Linked DNA regions of Cricetulus griseus: region 1 is linked to region 2. Evidence: chromatin contacts called from public Hi-C data. All regions are on one chromosome and are shown on one strand. Each heading gives the region's core, a stretch centred on a gene start, on an enhancer-like site or on the middle of the called end of the contact. The rest is flanking DNA. Distances are from core to core; before and after follow the strand shown.

The links. Hi-C and Micro-C count contacts between places; a contact is called where the count stands out from the background.
Region 1: a contact with region 2 is called in a Hi-C map of the CHO-K1 cell line, with 2.8 times the contacts expected there. The contact joins the enhancer-like site here to the promoter of Chrdl1 in region 2. A contact is called at or near these places in 3 of 8 Hi-C or Micro-C datasets (the CHK-Q cell line, the CHO-K1 cell line and fibroblasts).

Annotation. Positions count from the first base shown.
Region 1 is chrX:37,264,087-37,270,775 of CriGri-PICRH-1.0, reverse strand. All of the region lies in intron 6 of Chrdl1 (chordin-like protein 1), which reads right to left. Among named protein-coding and RNA genes, the nearest start is that of Chrdl1, 100 kb to the right of the region's middle. Within about 2 kb of position 2,910, at least 2 of the 6 cell types and tissues checked have open chromatin away from gene starts, as enhancers often do. A contact at or near this core is called in the CHO-K1 cell line and fibroblasts, where this site is marked.
Region 2 is chrX:37,161,706-37,168,053 of CriGri-PICRH-1.0, reverse strand. It overlaps Chrdl1 (chordin-like protein 1), which reads right to left and starts at 1,722. Exons shown (of 14, transcript XM_027433625.2): 1 at 1,591-1,722.

The sequences.
Region 1 (6,689 bases), core at 1,661-4,160, 100 kb before region 2:
GAAACAAGAAATTGCACCTATACTTTCTCCTTTCTGCAACAAATAGTATTTACCATGAAAAGTAATTAGACACAAAAATAGAAAACCAAAAAGTAACTGCCAAAAATTCTTACCAAGAGGATAACTGAAATTGTAGTTTGTGCTACTGGACTCTCAATTTCCTGGTAGCCAGGACAAAAAAGAGTAAGATTAGTCACACTGTCCCTGTTTTCATGGCTGCCTTTTACTTAAATAATTTATTTCATTATTTATTTTTGTATATATGCATGTATGCATTTCTATGTGGGTATGTTCACATGTATGCATAGTGGTCAGAGGAGAGCATCAGATCTCCTGGAGCAGGACTTATATAGAGTTGTGAGCTGCTTGACATGTGTGTCGGGAATCAATCTCAGGTCTTCTGGAAAAGTAGTCAGTTCTCTTAACCACTGAGCCATCTCTCTAGCCCCAACCCCTTATTTTATAAGAATGACTTTTGAGTGGTTCAATATTCAGAGTAAGTTTCCTGGGCTTGCTATCATTTCATCACTGAATGGCATCTTCACAGTTCTCTCCCTCCGACTCACATCTCAAGCTCCTGTGTCCATGAGAATGTAGGTGGCCTTAGGTATGGGTTCACAGTTCATATGAAGCACAGAGGCAAAAAATGTGAGATAAGACGAACTAAATTTGCCACATTTCTTTATCTACAAAAGCTTCCAAAGGCCAGAGTAGTTTCCGACATCACCAAGTAGTACCCTGAGTGCTAAACATTTCAATATTGACAGTACGTTGTTCAAGGCTTCAGTCTAAGACTCAGTCAGTGTGAACTCCTCCTATAAAGAACACCCCTTGTGCCAGACATCCCATGCTCTTCAAATTCATTTGGAGACCCAGTTACATACACTACATTTCATAGACTTCTTTCAAGTTAGGAGACTTGTGAATGCTGTCAATGAAACCTGGTGGAAAATGACCCAAGTGCCTTAGAAGACTGACCTATCAAATGCCCTGCATACTTTTCTTGCTGTTTTCTCCCAGACTGAGGGCCATATGCCAAAGATCCAGCCGAGGCCTTTGAGGTCTTAGAAAGGTGAGAGTACTAAAGAAAATGGCCCAGGATCTTTAGATAATCACAGGTATCAGAGTCAGAGCTCCACTGCTACCCTTGTACTTATAGTCATGGAGCATTTGAGATGGGTAGAACCATTAGCTTACCCTGCCCAGTTTGTATTTTCTCCTATAGTCTCCTCCTCCAAAGCTATCACTTTAGTTCAATAATGCAGCAATCACCATCACCTATGCTATCTTTTACTTTCTGTATCTCTTCCATCTTGACAACTGTTCTCCATAGCACTAAAAGCAAGAACTGCCCAAAGTCATTGTGCTTAGAATTCATTCTCTGATTCAAATTTCCACTAAAAGTAAATAAAAGTGAAATCAAAACCAGAGACATGGGAGGTCTAATTGTTCTCAGGCTTGCTGCCCAATGGCAATCAATGCTTGGATCCAATGGCATGTAGGACCTGGATCAGCGGCCTGACTTCATATTCATGGCTGGACTACACAAGATTTTAAGTATTGCTTAGTGTACCAATATTTGAACCCCTAAGATGCATTCTCAAGTGTTGATCTCAATGGCTATTATGAATGAGGAAAGCCAGGTAGGGTTTAGGCAAAAGAGACAATCAGGCCAATCAAAAAGGTAGGCAAGAAAAGATATCAAGAAGAATGCTAGGAAGTAGTTCTTGGAGCAGATGATGTTAGGGCCATTGAACAGCACTTCCTTGCCCAGGAATATGATAGCCTTGCATTTCCCTGTCCCTGAGAATCAGGTCCTGAGAATAGGTGACTTCCTCCCACCAGTGACACACAAGCAAAAGTCATTTGTTATTCCAAGGCAAAACCAAAAATTACTTAAGAATCACGGCACCAGTTACTAATTTTATTATGTTCCCCTCGCATACCACTGGGACTAAATCTTTGATGGGAAGACTCTGCCAGCCAGTGTCCATGGTAAGAATGACATATTAACCTGAGATGGACACCTTTAAGTGTTTTAAGTTCTGAAATTTCCATGTTGTTAATGCATCCTCTTTTAACCAATCCTAGTCTTCGCAATGTGTCTACCACCTTTGGAAAATGAACTTTGATAGTCAAAATGGGAAGAAACTATTCCTACAATGTCTGTCTCCTTCCCAAAAGGAGAATGAAAACTGCCCGATCTTCAAAATTGTCCTCAAAGGCATTCTAGCATGGGAAACTAGGTTTCACCTACCAGTTTAGGTTATTTTATGTCTAGAACAGAGGGGTGACCTAAATGGACCCAGCACTTGTCTTTGTAAATCAAGTTTTATTGGAAGGCAGCCACAGCCATCATTTGCATACCATCTATGGCAGCTTTCACACTGCAAAGGATGTGTTATAGCAAGAGGTGCCTGCAAATGCTAAAATATTTACAGGAAAAAGAAAATGCCAGCCCTGGCCTAGAAGAAGCCAAATGAAAACAGATCCATGGAGGATCTGGAAAACAAATTGAATATGCAGTGCTGCTCAAAGTAAAGAGGACATATTCTCGGTAGTTGTGTTGCCAAAAGAACACACAGACCAAGAGTTGGTATTGGTAAGATTTTTCTTTGTGTTTCAGGCATTTATGGAGAGAGGCAAGCAATGGAAGTCCTAATGCAAATGATTTCCAACAAGCACATTGTTCTGCTGTTTATATCCAGTTCCCAGTATCAGCATGGGGACAGAATCTGAACAAAGGATATACACAGTATCTGTCAGGATTAGTGAACCTGACAGTCCTCAGGATGACTCAGTGGAAAGATGCTTAAGCGCTTATTCAAAATGATTCACTGCCCAGAGAGTCCATGGTAAGTCAGACTCTTAGGCTAAACTGGGTGTTACAATTGTCCACATCCCTGAACTCAGCACAAGGCAAACAGGCAGGCCATTAGTGAGGAAACCGGCTATTGGAGGGTCTGTTGTGGGTCTCAGCCTGCTGGATCTAGGCTCTGCTGTGGCCACTGGCTGCCCTCCGGGGGTGGGGGTGGATATGGTGTGGCTGGAATGCTAGGAATCCTGGGCTGGCTTAGCAGGCACTCCAATTGGCTTGGTGTTCTACATGCTCAGAGACTTTCTCCAGTGTCCTTGGCATCCAATGCCTATACTTAGGCTTCAGAATTTTAGGACTGGGTGGGTCTCTGGAAGCCTTCTATCTCAGGACCAGATCACTTCTTCATTAGGTGGTACCAAAAAATGAGCAGACCATGCACCACAGATGGGGCACAAACTATTTGCCTCCTTGTTTGGGCCTGGCTCTTGGCAGGACTGCCTGGCTGCAACTTGACCTTTGGTGGCTGGTAACAGGTTTTGCTTCAATTCAGTCAGCGCCGAGTTACCATTGGTTGGCTCGGGGTTAAGGGCAAAGGACTGGGGTGGAAAACAGACAGGACAGGAATTATAAGAGGATACATCCACCTATACACTGAATTCTCCTCATTTTTAGCACTGGATTCCGGGCTTAGTTTGGACTCAGTACTTCATATCATTTTCTAAAGTGACCAGAAAGAAAAATTCCTCCAAATTTTACCCTGGACACATTAAATTCTAGGTTATTCTAGAAAGGTAAAGGAGAGAGGGAGTTTTGCCTTGTCCCTGATTACCAGAAAGAAACAATTAGTTCAGCAAATCAAGGTAATCCAGAATACAGAGGGTCTAGCCTTTGTGGCAGCCTGCCAGCCAGCTTCCCAACACTCTTTCATCTGAACACCTACATGGGCCATGGCCACATGCAAAGAGTACATGTCTCCCTGGCCTGAGACAGCGTGAGCTCTGGAAGACTCAAAGCACTGAAACACAACCAGTTTCCTGCAAAATACAACATAAAAGATGACAGGTTACATGATGGCCTTTGAGAATTAACTCACTCTACAAACCTTTGTCCAGAGTCTACTTTGTATCTTAGCACACAAGGAGGTAAAGACAGATTTGGCCTCCAACAGATCCAAATGCTAAGGGATGGATCTCAGTTGTGAGCTGTGAAGGCAATGGAGGCAAAGAGTGTATTCACTTTGAAAAACCTTGTCCGAAAGGGAGATGTGGTTGAAGCACAGCCCAGGAAACCAGCAGACTTGTGTACCAGGCTACTTGAATGTTCCTATACAGCACTGTGGCTTCAGGCAAGTTACAGTCTTTCTTAAATGATTGGATTGGTCAAGTGTGGAGAGGAGAGAGAGGGCTGAAGAAAACAACCCTCCAAGGTATGATTTTCTGTGTTCATAGAACATTCAGTACCTGCTTTTAAGATAGTGGTAAATGGATAGAAGGTATAAAAGTAAATTTAATGCAGGATAAAAGCAACCAATGAATAAGATAGAGTGGTGTCATGCAGGACAGCAGTCACTAGCCATTTATATCAGCTTACAGTTAAGCTAATTACCATTAAATACAATTTAAATGCAGTTTCTTAGCCTCACAGTTGTCTCATAGCATATCAAGTGTCCAATGGTCACATATATTTCTGGCTACTGTAATGGGATGTATCTACTATTGCACAGAGTTCCACTAGAAAGTGCCAGTGGAGACAGCATACCAAAGTTATCCATAGAACACAGAACTTCCCTTTTGTGCTTCCTGGGCCTAGGTGGTGGCTCAGCTGTGACCAGTACTGATTGTCTGAGATGGTGGTTGGATCTGTGTGTCTGGTCTCGATTATTGCCTTGTTCAGGGAGCTGAGCAGTTTCCACACTGTCCCCTTTGTCTCTGTTCTTTTGATCTTTCCCCAAGGGCCTTTAGGAGAGCCAGGGCCATCCAGTCCTCTCATGAAAAATTCCCTTTTAAGTAGACCTATGAATAATCTAGATAATCCAGGAATTCATAAATCTTTTAGAAGCTGCCTGGGCTATTTGCTCAAGAGGCATTGTATGCAAAGTCTATAAAGACCAGTTTGACTGATCAATAGGATCAACATTATACTTACTAGTTTAGAGAAATAAGCCTGACCAGCACTAAGAAAAAAGTCCTTACATACTCCCTCCACAGCACATTTAATAGACAAGAAAAAATTCTGGTGCCATCCTGAAAACTGATTTAAAATCAAAACAAGCCAAACAAAGGAAAACAAACCAAGCACACGGGCTCCCCAGGGTCCCTTGTGTGGGGGGTGGGGTGGGGAGTGAGTGTGAGGGGTGTGCATACTCCTGAGTGTACATGAGAATCGTGTGTGGGGCAGGGGGTGGGCAGACTTGAAGGTATGTAGGGGTTAGGGCTAGGGAAAAGCAGCCCTGCCTCTGAGGAGTCTCTGTGTGAAGAGAGGAGACTTTAACTTTTGTCAAACACTCTCCAGCCCAGAGTCTGAAGAGGGGGCAGGGAGGACAGTGTCATAACACAGAGAGTGTTAATGGCTGCTATTTTAACAATCTAAACTTACTGCCCCAGGGCGCCAGTAGAAGCTAAACAGTCTTACTACAAAGGATGCAATTTTTAAAAATCAAATAAATAGCTTAAAGGCACACTCATATTGAACTTGTGCCCAACTTGGTGTCAATCAACAAGTTTCCATTGAATGCTGGACAAGCCAAACCCTCTTCCAAAGAGAACACAGAAAATATTGTAAGTTCAGTTTGGGGGCAGCTGGATGATCTTATGCATCCTGTCCTTCGCAGGTTATTTTTTCCTTCCCTCTGCTCTTCCCTTCCTCAGTTTCAGAACTTTGTTCTTTTATCAAGCCCTTCCCAACTTAATTTCTTTCTAATGTATCCTTGGGTCTGACCTAACTGTTGTGGGCCTTCCGATTTGTATTCCCATACAACAAGAAATTTGCTGACCTAGAGTTCAATACAGATGGGCACTTTAAAAATATCTACCTGTGTATGCGTTATGCATTTCTTGTGGTACTAGAGACAAAACTCAGAGCTCATCACACACTAGATTTTATTACTAGGCTGTGTCTTCAGTATTATTATTTTTTGACATAGCTTCTTATATAGCTCAGACTAACTTTGAACTTGTGTAATGTGGCCCAGGCTGGCTTAGATCCAGAAGACAAAAGCTTTCTACCTGCCACATGTGCTAGAATTGTTGTGGTCCAGTCTGTATTAGCCCCATGCTGCAGGGGCCATTTATCATGAACTGATGTCTTTGGGGCTGCAATCGGAACCAGCTGAACAGCCCTGGGTCTGATCCTGAGTGGGTGTGTGTGAATGTGGGGAAACTAACTACCTAACCTCAGCGTTAAAGACAGAGACATCTGGTCATAACAGAAGGGCTCCCCGTAAATACTGAAGACCATGGTTTATTGAAGCATCATCTTAAGTAACCATCTATAAGTGGGGGTAATGTCAGAAGACATCCATTGTCATGTATAAAAGGCTGATAGCAAATATCTCCTTTAATACTAGAGACACTCCTTAGTAGCATGTACTCAAGCCCTCAGGTACCCCACAGCAGCAAGTCTTACTAGCCCTCAGGGTGGATGTAGACTCGCCCTGGCCCAAGTCTTATGTTATTAAAATTCCCTTCTGAGGTCAGGCCATTCAGGGGTAATCAGACAACATATTTGAAACTAACTAGACACAGTCAGTAACTCTTAGCACAAAATCCTCATTTTGGCCAGCACATGTTTCCACTTCTCCATACTGAACTCTAGCCCCATGGCCTGAAACAACAACAACACAACAACAATACTTAAATTTATGAAGGCATAT
Region 2 (6,348 bases), core at 473-2,972:
CAACGAGACACTTCCTCCAACAAAGCCACACCTACTACAACAAGGCCACACCTCCTAATAGTGCCATTCTCTAAGAGCCTATGGGGGCATTTTCATTCAAGCCAGCACAGCCAGGAAGCATACTCTAATGACTTTCTCCTTTTTTCTGTTTTATTTTTTCTAGGTCCCCATCTGGTAAGATGGAGCCACCTAAATTCAGGATGGATTTTCTTCACTCAGTTAAATTCTCTCTCAAAATGATCTCACAGACATACCCACAGGCTTTTCTTACCAGTATCCTAGGTGATTCTAAATCTGATAAAGTTAATCATAAAGAAAATAAGAGCAGAAAAATGTAATTAGAAAGTATAAACATATACATATACCTGAAGTGAATAAAGAGGTGAAAAACTGAAGGAAGATAGAAGATAAGAAATTGAATATCAGTTTGGAAGATGTAAATAAGAGCAGAAAGACAAGAAGTTCCATTTACCAATGGCCCACTGTTTGCTAGATTGTGTGCTAATCATACTACAAGCATTATATCCTTTGATATCTCAAATTCATGAAATAGGTATTAAATGGTTGTCATTATAGATGAGGAAAATAAGGTGATGTTTATACAATTTGAGAGATTTCCTAAAGAGAGATTACTGCTGGAAAATGACTTCAGAAACTAGGGACTTCAGCACTGGCTGGCCCATCACAGCAAAAGCCAGGAGAAGGCAAGCAGAGGCTGGAGAGGGGGTAACCAGGTAAACTAATGTTGTCAGGGAATGATTCTTGGTGAGTTTGTGGCTCACTGAAGAGTGTCTACCTTGTCATCATGGTAGCCTAGCTGAGTTCTGCCCGATGGAGTTACAAGAAACTGTATTTTCAAGTAAAGCTTGACATTCAGAATTTTTAAAAAGAAATCTCCTGGTTGTTTAAAATTAACAGTTAAGTAAGAATAAATCTGCCAAAGAAAGCTGTGAACCAAATTTGCCTCACAAGTTACCAGTGTGTAAGCCATGGTTAAAGAGTGGTGTCCATGCTGAGTTAGTACAACGAAATGGAAGAAACCAGAACTACGTGATCAGAGACAAGAAAGACTATGAGATGGGAAAGTGAGTTTTTTTAAGTGAGAAAGGAACAAAAGATCAAATAATGGACAATAAAGAATAGAAGTGAGGAGGAGATGATAAGAATTCCAAGAGGTGAAAGGGGAAATCTAGTACAAAAAGAGAAAAATGATTTGAAGAAACAAGAAAGATGGATTCAGAAACATTGATGGAGGGAAGAAAAGAAAAAAGTGTCAGAACACGGATGAGAATGAAAGGCTGGCACGTAAAAGACGTTAACCCTACTGATCAATATTTGTGGGGCTCTAGGAGAGGCCGAGGTAGGCAGTGCAGGACATCACTAAGCTACCTAAGACAAAAATTCTCAACCTGTGAGTCTCAATCCCATTGGGAGGGGTCACATATCAGATATTTACATTACTATTCATAATCGTAGAAAATTTCCATTTATGAGGTAGCAAGGAAATAATTTTATTGTTGGGGTCACCACAACATGAGGAACTGTATTAAAGGTTCACAGCATAAGAAGGTTGAGAAATCACTGACCAACCTGCCTTGGAGAGCTGTCTTCCACTGAAAGGTGTTCTGCCTCTTCCTTCTCCTCCCCCTCCTCTTCCTCCTGCTCTACCTCCTCTTCCTCCTCCTCCTGCTCCTCCTCTTCCTGCTCTTCTTCCTCCTGCTCCTTCTCCTCCTCTTCCTCAACGTAAAGTGGTCATGGCGGCAGCAACAACAGCAGCAGTGGTAGCCCTGGGGTCATCTCTTGGTGAGGCCCTTCTGAGTAGTCTCCATTGCAGGTCATGTAGAGCCCTCTGCTGGTCAGGGCATTTGGGAGATTTTGTACTTCAGACAAGGGGGTGATGTACAGTCTGACACATACCCTTTACTGTCCTGAGACAGGTGTTGTGCAATAGAGTGATAGCCTTGTATGCTGCTAGCCTGCCTGGATTCAAAGAGGGGAGTTCAGTTTTGCACTAGGATATTCACATCCTGGAAAGGCTATCTCAACCCAATTCAGCGTCTTGCATCCCCCTTTTCTGCAAAAATTAGAAAGATGAGTAGACCGCATGAGAGGTTTCACGGACTCCATGGTTTGTTTCTGTTGTTGTTCCTGGACCCCCGAATTCTCCTCCCAGGGGTCTTTTAAAAAAATTAAGCATTCCCTGGACCTCAAGTTAAGAAAGGACTTTAACGACAACTCCTGCATTAAACTCTGTCCCTCCTATATCACTTCGCTCCCTTAATCCTCAAAATGTTAGGTTTTTTTTTTTTTTTGAGACATGGTTTCACTGTGTAGCCCCAGCTGTCCTGGAGTTTAGTATGTAGACCAGGCTGGCCTTGAACTCAGAAAGATCCACCTGCCTCTGTCTCCCAAGCTTGAGATAAAAGGCGTGTACGACCATGCCCCCATGCCCAGCTAAAATGCTAGTTTTTAATGACATCCAGGACTTTTCAAAGATCAAAACACATGGGAGCAATTTGGGGGTATTGAGACTTCCTACATACATATATTTTAAATCCAAACAGGCTATTCAATTTGTGATATATTTTCAATGCTTACATAGAACAAAATTATACTTTAACTACTTAAAATGACAAGGAATTAATTTATTTCTATCTGCTCAGAAAGTGTTAATGGGTGAAGTATTTTCCAACTATTGCACATGTTTGGAGTCATGTTTGGCAGCTGAATAATGCCATGGGTTTTCTTTATATAATAGAGGCTGTTTTACTAATTAAAGAATTAGCTGATGACCACGAATCACTAATCTATAGCCTATTTCTAATTGAAATGTTCCAATACAGATGGCAATGTTCTACAATATAATTGTGGTAGTCACAAGATGGTTGCCAAGTTTATCAACAAATAATTCACAGTTCAGGAAAGGTAGTGGGCTTACTGATGAGTTGAAAATTTAAAGTAATATGATGAATAGCTCCCTGCTGTTGTTTTATTTTACATTAAAAATTCATTTGGTGAGAGAGCTTCAGAGGATACAGCAAAAGCCCCAATGACTAGGATGCCCAGGCCGCAAAAACTGCTTCTGTGTCCCCATTCCTTTCCTGTCTCTATGCCTTTGGGGGAATTTTTAGATTTTAGTGGGTTCAAGCACATCTTCGCCTAAAAAGGGAGTGATGTGTTTTGGAGACTCAGTGCCCATTAAATGACATCATGATGCAGCCACTTACTCTTGAGGCACACTCTGGATCTTTTTCAAGTAACCTAAACCTGAATTGAGGGTGGCAGAGTGAGGGCAGGGAGATGTTCCTTAGAATGGTCTTTCTTTAAATTATGAAAAATTTCAAACAAAGCACTGTGATTTCAATTTGTTCATGGGTTCCTCATGTCAGGAGTTCAGAAGAGACAGTGGAAAGAGTTCCTTCTGCCCCATGGTGTTGAGCTTTGGCTAGGAATACTTGAAGGCTGGTGGTTACGATGGTTGGGTGGGGGATGGCTGGGATTGCCTGAAGCCTTATTCAGTCACATGTCAAGTGCTTTGGCTAAGAGAATCCAAAATCTCAAAGTGTCAAACCAAATGCCTACATATAGCCTTTCTACAGGACCAAGTTAATGAACTGCACTGCTTTGGAGCAGTCAAATGGCTTACATGATGCCCAGAGTTCCAAGCATGAGTATTCCAGCAAGCAAAGAGCAAACAGAAAGTAGTGGATGTTTTGTTGTTGTTGGTTTGGTTTGGTTTGGTTTGGTTTTTGCTTATTTGTTTGTTTGTGATCCAGCCTTAGAACTCACCTGCCAACATCCCAAGGATTACAAGCTTGCCTTTCTAGATTTAACAAGCATGGTAGGGGAGGTGCAGAGACTCACCTAGTCATCCATAGGAAAGTTTATTTAAAAAATGGAACATGTTTTAAAAACACTGACATGCAAAAATACAGAGAAAAATATAAAACTAGCCAAAGCATTCATGATCAATAATTCATACTCTAACACTCTTGCTAGATTTACTTCAGATCATTTTTTAATGCAAATACAATGTCACTTTTCAAGAAAGGGCTCTAGCCTATTGAGTTACCTGTTTCAGTATGCTTTCTAGACAGGTATTTTCCCTTATAATAATAGCCAGTATTTTGAAGGTGTTGGGCACTAAAATTTTCGAAAGATGCTTTCCCAAAATCACATTGAGTCTTAACAGTGGTCTTCAGTTAACACATGGGAAAACCTGAGACATAAAGGCAAATTATCCATGATCAGGAAGCTAACAACTCTATTCAACTCAAAAACATGTTTATGTAGAACCTACTACATGAACTTTTGCCTTATTCATAGAACTAATAATCTAGTAGGAGCCAGTTAATAACCATAAAGAATATGGGAAGCACGATGAGGGCAATTGACTAAAGTTAAGGAGGGCATGAGGACGAAGAATAGTCAATATTTAAACTTGCGTAGCCTAATTCCAGAATGGATGTGTTCAGCCATTGCACAGAACAATTCATATTGTTAATTTGGTTTAATAGTTGAGACTTAATAAAGTTGGGCCTGAGGGATTATGGCATGCTTCACTAGACTTCATGTTCTCCTTTCCGCCTCCATTGAAATTACTTTTTCTAGCATTCATTGCTTCATGCTTATTTATTTTACTTGTCTCACATTTTTTTTTCCTGGTAGAACTCTCTTGGCAGGAAACAACCTTGTCATACAGAGATTCTAAGCAGACATGTTTAGACTGTCTTTAATAAAATAAAGTGGCCTCCTCCCTATAATTAACACTGTTGAGCATGCATTTAAACCTCAAAAATCACCAAGTCCTGATCCATCCACCCTGTATTATAAAGGCACAAGCACGTTTTTTATCACTCAGTGCAATAATGGTTGAATGATTTTCTTGGAAACTCTTGAAGTCTGAAGGGAAAATTAAGTGATTTAGGCCCTTGGGGGATATAACTAGATCTTCTATGACTATTTGACTGGGTTATGCTGCCCGGGAACTTAGGAAAAAGAGAGTGATATTTTTACTCACGCAAGCATATGACACATGTTTGTGAGTTTCCCATAATGCTCCAGTCTTGGGTTGCATTTTTATTGCCATCAGGTTGTTTCTCTCTCTCGGAATTTAATTTTATGACATAGATATGGTAAGTCTTAATGAAAATGTCAGGCTTTATGTCTTTAGAAATAATGACACAGGAAATGAGTTGAGTGCCCCTGTGTGGCAAGCAAATAAAATAGAACAAAGCTTCACCACAAGAGATTCTGCGTTTCCTGCTCTCAGTCCGCACCTGCTTTCAGCATAGTTTGCTGGCCCCATAATGGGATGGAGAGCAAAGGTCGTTTTCCTTTTCCAGATTGGTGAGTCCTAGTTGGGCTTGTTTGGTTTTTAGAATTTTACTACTTAATTAGTGCGTATCAATTGTACAAGAATAGCTTTTATTATTACATTTTCATACACACATATAATGCATTTCATCATATTCACCCCTCATTACCCTCTCTGTCTCATGTGCCACTGGTGCTCACCCAACGGGTAACGATAAGTTTCTACATTAACATCTCTCATGGCCTCTGGGGATGCCCACAGACATAACACACACACACACACACACACACACACACACACACACACACACACACACACACACACATTAAAATAAAAACAAAATCTCTAAAATAGAGAGGCATGCAATCACCATGCTGAGAGGATTAGGTCTGCTCTGCTTAAAATCCGCCTGTGATTCAACTGACCATAGGGTACCATAAGCCCTTCACAATGTAGTTCTTGTGCATGTCTCCAGTCTCACAATCCTTAAGTCCCAGCCATCCCCATCTCACCACCCAGCGATCCCCACTTGCTGTGATTCTCAGTCTTCCATGCTCTTTCATGCCCCGCCTCCTTGCTATTCAGTTCTTCTGTGCCAAATGCCCTTATTCTTGCTTTTAAATCCATCATCAGCACTTACAAGCCATGTGTTTTGGGGCAAAACTGAAACCACTCAGTTCCTCAGTGTACTAGTCCACAAAATAGAAATGATAATTATTCATTCTGCACAGGATTGTTGTGCGGACTGTGTGAGGTAATACTTACTCAAACAGCACAGTCTAGCACAAATCATATGTTACAAAAAGTTAAGTATTTTCATTACTATTATCAATATTATTACTAAACATTCTTTAGGTCTTACTTCCTTCACAAAGTCTTGGCCCTCACTGTCAACTCCATGCCTATTGGCCCAGTCAATTAAACCCTTCTTCATTCCTCTGCTTTTGCCAAATCCCAGCTCTGTCATTTGTCAGCCATTGTGAACAAGTGTCATTTACACTTTCTGAACTTAGATTTCCTCCTCTGAAAAC